Linked DNA regions of Sus scrofa: all the other regions are linked to region 2. A link is a contact called in public HiChIP or PLAC-seq data. All regions are on one chromosome and are shown on one strand. Each heading gives the region's core, a stretch centred on a gene start, on an enhancer-like site or on the middle of the called end of the contact. The rest is flanking DNA. Distances are from core to core; before and after follow the strand shown.

Evidence for each region. HiChIP or PLAC-seq counts read pairs in DNA pulled down with a chosen protein or histone mark.
Region 1: an H3K27ac HiChIP or PLAC-seq map of skeletal muscle shows a contact between it and region 2, with 4 times the contacts expected there. The contact joins the promoter of CSTF3 here to the promoter of CAPRIN1 in region 2. A contact is called at or near these places in 1 of 47 Hi-C or Micro-C datasets (embryonic fibroblasts) and 2 of 2 datasets of contacts at active chromatin or transcription factors (alveolar macrophages and skeletal muscle).
Region 3: an H3K27ac HiChIP or PLAC-seq map of alveolar macrophages shows a contact between it and region 2. The contact joins the promoter of APIP here to the promoter of CAPRIN1 in region 2. A contact is called at or near these places in 1 of 47 Hi-C or Micro-C datasets (embryonic fibroblasts) and 1 of 2 datasets of contacts at active chromatin or transcription factors (alveolar macrophages).

What each region holds. Positions count from the first base shown.
Region 1 is chr2:27,768,175-27,770,916 of Sscrofa11.1, forward strand. CSTF3 (cleavage stimulation factor, 3' pre-RNA, subunit 3, 77kDa) reads left to right here and starts at 1,283. Exons shown (of 22, transcript NM_001267844.1): 1 at 1,283-1,468. The coding sequence starts at 1,442.
Region 2 is chr2:26,874,155-26,876,854 of Sscrofa11.1, forward strand. CAPRIN1 (caprin-1) reads right to left here and starts at 1,271. Exons shown (of 19, transcript XM_005661021.3): 1 at 1,060-1,271; 2 at 280-495. The coding sequence starts at 495.
Region 3 is chr2:26,093,702-26,096,401 of Sscrofa11.1, forward strand. APIP (methylthioribulose-1-phosphate dehydratase) reads left to right here and starts at 1,319. Exons shown (of 8, transcript XM_003122870.3): 1 at 1,319-1,574. The coding sequence starts at 1,518. It overlaps PDHX (pyruvate dehydrogenase protein X component, mitochondrial), which reads right to left and starts at 1,194. Exons shown (of 13, transcript XM_003122869.4): 1 at 992-1,194. The coding sequence starts at 1,145.

The sequences.
Region 1 (2,742 bases), core at 33-2,532, 890 kb after region 2:
CCGGATCTCCCATCCTCTAAGTGAGGTCAGGGATCAAACCCGCGTCCTTATGGATACTAGTGGAGATCATTACCAATAAGCCACGGACAGGAATTCCCTACAATCGCTTTTTAATTATTGTTAATCTCTTAGTGTTCAGAATTTATAAATTGCACTTTATCATGGGTATGTATGTACAGGAAAAAACAGTATATATAAGGTTTGATACTATTCCGTTTCAGGCATCCACTAGGAGTCTTGGAACATAGGACAAGGGAACTACAGAGCATGCGGTCAAGGATGGAATTGTCATGTTTATCTAGTCTTCTATTGTTGGATGGTGTAAAAAACATCTCCACTATACATCTTCTGCTCATGTGTCTGATTACTTGGAAGGATAAGAATTTAGGCTGTGAAAAGGGCAGAGGTGGAAATAGGAGCAGAGGCATGGGACACTGAAAAGAGTAAAGAGTGTAAGGGAAAGGTTTGTTTACTTTGGGCCATAGGCCACTGTAGACAGAGGGTGGAAGAAGTCTTGTGATGATCCTTGATTGGAAAAGAGTTTTGAGACTTAGTTGCACTTGTTTTTGACTATGTCAGGTACTGTGCCAAGTACTTTTCCATGTATAACTTATTTAAACTGCAGGTACTATTGTTATTTCTATTTATAGGCAAAGAATCTGAGGCACAGAGATGTTAAACTGCCCAAGGTTACCCACTAGAGAGAGATAAGCCAGGATTCAAAAGAATGCAGTCTGGCTCCAGAACTATGATGGGATGCGGAGCTTAAAACCCATGCCTTACGGACATAACAAGCCTTAGACACAACAGTAACCAGTGACGGTATAAATATTAATGCTCTCGATCAGTCACTCTCATACCCCCAAAGTGTGAAAAGCATTAGCTGAGACCATAGAAAACTTCATGGATTCCTATTTCCAAAACATAGGAGCCATTTAACACTTAGCTTTGCTCCCTAAAATGGCCAGTTTGCTTGAATTGAATTGATTGGCAATCTTCAAGAGAGGAGAGTCCAGCTCCTCAGCATGATAATTAAATTCCAAAAGGCGCGCGAACTTCCCGGAGAAACAGTTTCCCGCCTCCTAGCCGGTTGCAGCCAGCTCAGCAACAGCCTCTCCAACCCCGGGCCTTGACGTCAGTACACGCATTGGGCCCGCCCCTGGCATCTTCCTGCTTCTGCGCGATTGAGTAACCAGGGAGTTTCGCTCTTAACTCCGCCCACTGCCCCGGAAGTTAATGCGGGAAGCCACACCTCCTTCTTCGGCCGGCAGGGACGCAGCCATTTTAATTCATATCTGAGTGGGCGGTGGCGATTCGTGTTGGCGGTCTGGCTCCGCAGGGCAGGGGGCAACTTTTCTGGCTTGGGGGAGGTTTTTTGTTTAATTTTTCTTTTCTAGCTTGGCATCGCGGGCCAGTTCGCACGTTCTAATCGACTGAGGCCATGTCAGGAGACGGAGCCACGGAGCAGGTGAGGAAGGAGAGTGGTGGGGCCTCGTGGCGACCTTTTCTCTCCACGTCTGTGTTCGTCCGAGTACTCCAGCCATGTTCGCTTGAGGAAGGAATTAGGGGTTTAATGAACCCGCAGGACCGGGTACCGAAGAACGGTGGGAATGGGGAAAGAGCTGAGATTTAAAACTCTTTTGGCTTCTCTGTCTTGGGCGTTAATATGAACAAATATTTGATTCACACAATAGCCGGGCAGCTGCTTCGTCCCGTTTTGGTCCTGGGACTACCCCAGTGAGATTTCTTCTTTTAATACCATTTGGTGTTAAGGGATTAGGGATTGATTATTTTAACGTGTTCTTGCTGTTCTCGAAAAACTTGACAGTGTCTCCTTCACCGCCTTTGTGGTATATCCAGAAGTAAATCGCTATTTTGAGAAATAATTTGAGTTGAAACTCTAGGGAAATAAGATTCTTGGCAGAGCGAATGAAGAAGGAAGTAGTTTAGGAGTAGAGAGCATGGCTGTGTTGAGATTTGGGAATTTTGTGGCTTTCTCCTGCTCCCTTTTCTCTGTTCTATCAACATTTCATTTTGGATTTTCAAACCGCAAAAGTAGTTGTAGAATTTGATAAATCGGAAACGAGAAGTCTGTTTTGGCCATCTGTTTTAGTACTGTGACTTTTAAGTATTTTAAGATTCAGGTTTTTAGTTAAATGATTTTTCTTCTTTTGCTCTTTAGTTTTGTAGGAGAGAATTGCCTTTTTATTTTGAAAGAGGAGACATACTTTATGGAAGATGTCAGTTTATTTTCGATTTAAGTCTGGTATGTTTAGGTAAATAGTTTTAAAATGGAGGGAGGCTAGCTAGCATGCAGAGTCTCAATTTCCTGAAATTTCGCATTGCCATAGCAACAAAATACACTTAAGTTTTCGGTTTTCAAGAGGCCAGCTTATGATGTGGGGGCTGTTTTTGGAGGTTGACAAGATAGCGACAGAATTGGAGCATTTCTATTCAACATTCTGGATAACTAAATTTTATTATATTGGGAAAGTATGGCTAAACTGAATTTTTGTGTTTGCTCGTTGACTAATTTCAGTCCTGAAAATTTCACAGTGTTTACATTTTACATGCTGTTAGAATTCCCAAGAACACAAGGTCTTAAAAATTACGTCAAATCTTTTTATGTATACTAACCCTTTTTCTGGGTTCATGTTTTGTCATGTGAAAGTCGAGGGGTAATACTGAGGATTTCATTGTAAGTTACCCGGAATTCATTGTTAATTCTTAAATTTATCTAAA
Region 2 (2,700 bases), core at 21-2,520:
GGCCCCCACCCCTACACATCGCACTCCCAAAGGCCAACAGCCTGGCCCCCGGCAAGAGCAGAGTAATAAGGAGCCCGGGGGCCAGCGCCACGTCCGGGTCAGGTGACAAGCACCTCCCCGCGGAGCCCGTTTTCTGGGCACGAAGCTCCACTTCCAGCGGGGAGACGGGGCGTGGGGGGTGGGGACCGGGAGGAAGGGAAGCGCCCGAGACGCGGAGCGTGAAGGCTACAGCAGTCAGGGTCAGCATCCAACCCTCCCTTCCCCGCCAACTCCGGGCACCTTTTTCTTCTCCAGGTTCCGAAGTTTCTTGTCGATCACCCCGAGAATCTGCTTCATGGCCTCGGTCTGGACAGCGCCGGTGCCGGTCGCGGGGTGCTGAGAAGCCGGCGCGGCGGCCCCGGCTCCCGCCGCCGCCTCACTCCCGGAGGAACCCGACGGGGGTGGCGGTCCGGACGACTTGCTGCCGCTTCCGCTGTGGCTGGTGGCCGAGGGCATCTTGAGACCGTGAGGGGAGAGAAGAAAAAGCGGGAGGAAGGACAAGAGCGGCGAGTCAGGCGGCGGACGGGGCGAGACGCGGGACAAAACGCGCAGCGGGCGGGAGCCTGCGAGAGCGGTGGGGGTGGGGACGGGGCCGGCGCGCGCGCGCCGCCGGGGCAGGAAGGGGCCGCGGGCGCGCGCGCGACCCGCCAGCGGGGCGCCCGGCCGGGCCTCGCGCCGCCCCCCGCCCCTCCCCCGCGCCGGCCGCCGGCTCGGCCTACCTGCCCCGGGGCACCGAGGCTCGCGCCGGGGGCGGGGCCTCGCAGCGCCGGCCGCCAACGGCCAGTGCAACGGTCCCCGCAGGGAAGGGACAGCCCTCGCCGCCCTGCGAGGACGGGAGGGAAGAGAGCGATCGGGGCTGAGAGGCGGAGAAGGGTGGAGAAGGGCACTGGAAATGACCAGGGCGGGTGGGGTGACTTGAGGAGCAAGCCCCTCGCGAAAGTCCAGCTAGTCCGGAGGTAAAGGACACTCGGGGCAGCGGCCCTCTTCCCCTTCAGCGCCTCAGTCCGGGGTGGCGCTCACCGTGCGCGCGCGGAGGCCGCTGGAGATCCCGAGGGGGCGGCTGAAGGGGCAAGGGTGGCGGTGCGTTCTGGGCAGTGTCGTGCGCTCCGTGGGCGCAGGCCGCTTCGCCCTTTCCCCGCTGCACCGAGAGCCGCTGCTAGTGAGGCGGAGAGCTGGGAGCGGGAGGGACTTAGGCAGCCAACCCTCTGGGGCGGAGGGGGCGGGAGAAGCGGCGGGCGGGGGCCTTCGCTGCCGCTCGGGCTGCCCGGCGCGAACGCCTGCGGGGAAGGGCCTGCCCAGCCTCCCGCCACCCCTGCCCAAGACCCTAGCCTGGGGGCTGGCCACTCAGCCCAGGTCGGAACAGCCTCTGAGAGGCTGCCGGAGCAGTGCCTTGAGTTTTGAGCGAAATCAAAGCTAGGGTCCTTCAGGCGAAGTCGCTTGACGTCCAAACAGGGACAATAGGTGTCAAGCAGCTGGATCTGGAGCTGGCGACTGCCGGGCGAGGAGCCCTTATTTGGTGGGGGTTGGGGGGGGGAGCAAAGGTTTCTGCAAGTAAGGGGTGTGTGGGGTGGGTGGTGCAATCCCAGCTTCTAGAATTCCTTCTGTACGGCGAGCAAGCAAACTCCCACACCCCCAAAATGTCTAAGGACAAGTTGCGGCTTCCCCTACAAAACAATCTCTCAGTAACCCAGGAGTTCTGTGTAAACGCGTTAGAAAGGAGCAAGATGGATGTTTGGGTTTGGGTGGTTTTGTTTGTTTTTGTCTTAAAACTCTGGACTCGTCATGTTTAAAATTATCTTCAGCTACCTTAAGATGACAGGTACCTAAGAGGCCTGAGTATTACGAATCAGATTTTTTTTTCCTTTTAAATTTACCTAAAACTTAAGATGTTAAATGAAACACAGTTTTTTTTTTTTTATCTGCTCCAAGAGAATTATTCCAGCATTGTAATAAGGCTATGGAGAATGAACAAAAAGCAGCTGAGGGCTAGAAGAAAGTGTATTAAAAAAATATAATCAGTGGAAAATTCAGCCACATGATGTATGACAACAGTAAATGACCAATTTATAATTTAAATTCCATAATAGAAGGGATTTAGAAAAGGAGCCTACCAAACCCGCCGCTCCCTAGAGAATGAAATGAGTAATACTGGCTGGCAACAGTGTATCCTGAGGGAGCCCAGAGAAACACAGCAGCAGCCTCCAGACTCAAGATATTCCAGTTAGCTGCAGTCTGTTATCTCGTCTTCAAATACAGAGCACCTTACTATGTGCTAGGAACTCTTGAGTGCTAGGGATTGTGAACAAAACAGTTTCTTCATGGAGCTTACATTCTAAGTGGGGAGAAGATAAATGCATATCAGATAGTGAAGTGGTAGAGAAGAAACAAGGTGGGCTGGAGAAGCCTTAGAATGACCCTTGAGCCAAGACCGAAGAAGTTGAAGAAGAGGGCCATTCACTTGGAAGAATTTTCCAGGTAGCAGGAAAACCAAGTGCCAGGAACTCAGATTGGGAATGTGCTTGGTGGGTTCAAGGAAGAGCAAGAAAGCCACAGTGACTAGAGTAGAGTAGGAGATGAGGTCGAAGACAAAGAGGGCCAGTCAGGTAAAGCCTGATAGGCCATTATTAGGACTTGGGCTTTTGCTGAATGAAATAGGGAGTC
Region 3 (2,700 bases), core at 69-2,568, 780 kb before region 2:
CAATAAGTTTTGTAAACAATGAAGAATTTCAATGGCAAATCCAGTTCTACAAGGGTTAAATCATAACCCACTGCAGTTGCCCAGCGACAGACAGTGCAACCTGAGAGGAATTCAGGATGAAGCACTGGGTGTTTTGGATAAAGAGGCCCTTAGATAATTCGAAACACATTTCAAGAAGAATTTTAATGATCCTGAATTCTTATATCTTCCCATTCATAGAAAAATACTAAAACCATTAACCTGAGATATCTGCTCTTTGTGATTAGCAGTAATCTTTTATCAACCTGTATGCCTAACCGCATTTATCTCCTAGCCAAAAAATTCACATACAATCTGGCTTCTCTACCTCTGCAGAGCGGCTGTCTCCCAGGCTAAAATCCTCACTCATATTCTGAATAAAACTTAAAACTCACAACACTTGGGCGGCCTGGCTTTAAGTCGACACTTCTTGGTAAGCTTCTCCCCCTAAATTTCCACTCTTTCAAGCCATGTTTCGCATAAAACATTTTTCCGGACCTATGCCTATGATGCCTAGACATTTACAAATTGAGTCCTTTACCAGTACTCGCGTGAGGCAACCCCGCTGGCCTCTAAGATCTTCCAGTAGACAAGGGTGAAAACAATGAATAAAAACCACTAACGTGACGTCTAAATCTCAGCAAACTTGGGCAACTTGACAACTCTAAAGGAAACTAACAATGACTAGGAAGGGGCTTGAGAGAGGCCGCACAACCCCAAATCCAAGGCAAGGTCACGGAGAAGCCATACCAACCAGGAGGCCAGGGAACGGAGTCAAATTCTCCTAGCTTCCAAAAAACCCTTTGCGGCATGCACGAGGCCAAGTCAGCAGAACCCTCCCCGAGACAAAGCCAAGGGAGCGGGGAGGCTCCGGGCACCTCCACACCCAGGTGCAGGCCCTTAATCAAAAAGCCCCTGCCCCAGGCCCGTTGCTCAGATGCACAGAGGAGCTGAGCGCGTCCCGGCCACTCACCCCAAAGAGACTGCGTGCTGTGATACCATCTCCAACTAGCTCCGCGGCCGAGAGACCATCCAGCAGCTCCCTTCACCAGCCCCGGGCAGTTGCCAAAGCCCAGGAGGCAACGCATCACCCGCGGGTCACAGCCTAGCCTCCAGGAGGCCGCCATCTTCCCAGCCTTCTCGCGGGCTGCCCTCAGCACAGCCTGTTCGCCCAGTCATCAAGGCCCTACAAGGCCCCGCCTCCCACCCCGTTGGACACGCCCCCTGGACGCCCGCGACTCGTAAACCGCAGGAATCAAGCAGCTCTTCTAGCTCCGCCTCCAAACTCGTTGGCCTCGCCTCCCGGTCATGAGGCTGCGCGGTTGGGCCTCCGGTCAGCGAGGCCCTCCCGGACCCGCCTTTCGTCTTGTCCGCCCCGCCTCCGGACTGCCCTCCACACCGCCTGATTGCATTTCTGGCCTCGCCGTGTTAGCCCCAACTGAGGGCCGGGAGCAAAGCCTTGCGAAGACCGGAGGGCGCGGGTACCTCTGCTCCCGGCCATGTCTGGCTGTCACGCTCCAGAGGGAGACTGTAGCTCGCGGCAATGCCTCGCGCAGGTAGGGGCGGGGCCGCCGGCGCCTTCTATTCCCTGGAAGCGAGGCGCCTGCGGGGCTCGGCGGCGGAAGCTAGGCGCGGGCGGGGTGGGGTTTCGGGCCGGACCCAACGGGACCCTCGCGCACCGCGGTTTCCGCTGCGGGTGCTGACCTAAGTCCCCGGCTCCCGCTGAGGTCTTTGCTCCACCGGCTGGGGTTCTCTGGAGACAGGAGCTGGGCACCAAACCTTGAATAAGGAAAAATAACGGAGGAGAGCGGTATTAAGTGTGTATTTCAAAGTAACTTCTCATGAAGACCGGGGAAACGTGAAGCCGCGGGTGAAACGGAGCTCAGACTATGAGCTCTTCTGCGCCCTGGCGACCAGCCTGACATTTGGCGCGTAGTAGGTACTTGGGAAACGTCCCCGAGCCGGATCTGTTCAGTAGCTGGCACTTTCTCTGCGCAAGTTGCTCTTTGCCTGCTTCTGTTTAGATTGGTTGTGGGATGATCTAGGAAGGATTTTTCCTTAAGCAGAAGTCACAGGAAGATTCCACCCTCGGGCTGCACATAACTTTTCATTCACTTCTGCATGCCAACAATTTATGGAACACCCATGTGCTCAGGGTGGTAATTAAGACAATGGCCTGGGTTCTGGAGGAGAGCTAGACCAGTAAACCATTACAAGTGAGAAGCGCTGCTGAAGAGACTGGGAATTCCCCCTCAAATCACGACCTGATTCTTTATTCCTCCTGTTATTCTTCCTTGGGGCAGAAGGTCCCAATTAAAAAGTAAAAGGTGGCAGATTTTATTAGGAAAAACTTATCAGCCAGTATTTCTGTGAATAAATGACTTTCCAGAGATGAGCAAAGTCACTTGTTTTCTTCCTCTCACTTATTACAATTTACGTATTTATTCCTCTTTTCACTGCCAACTAAAAATTGTCACCCACCCGCTGCCTCCACAAGGTTTAGGTCATTAGCCGCTGCAGTCAGCCGCTGACCTTCAGCACACTCTTGAAAGAAGGCCAGGGAGATCAGGAATGAGGCACTCTGTGTTCTGTGAAAAACTGGCAGACTAGGCCTTCTGATAGTTAGATATTTTCAGGAGATTTTATGACCCCAATTTCTTGTGTCTTCTCATATCTAGAAGA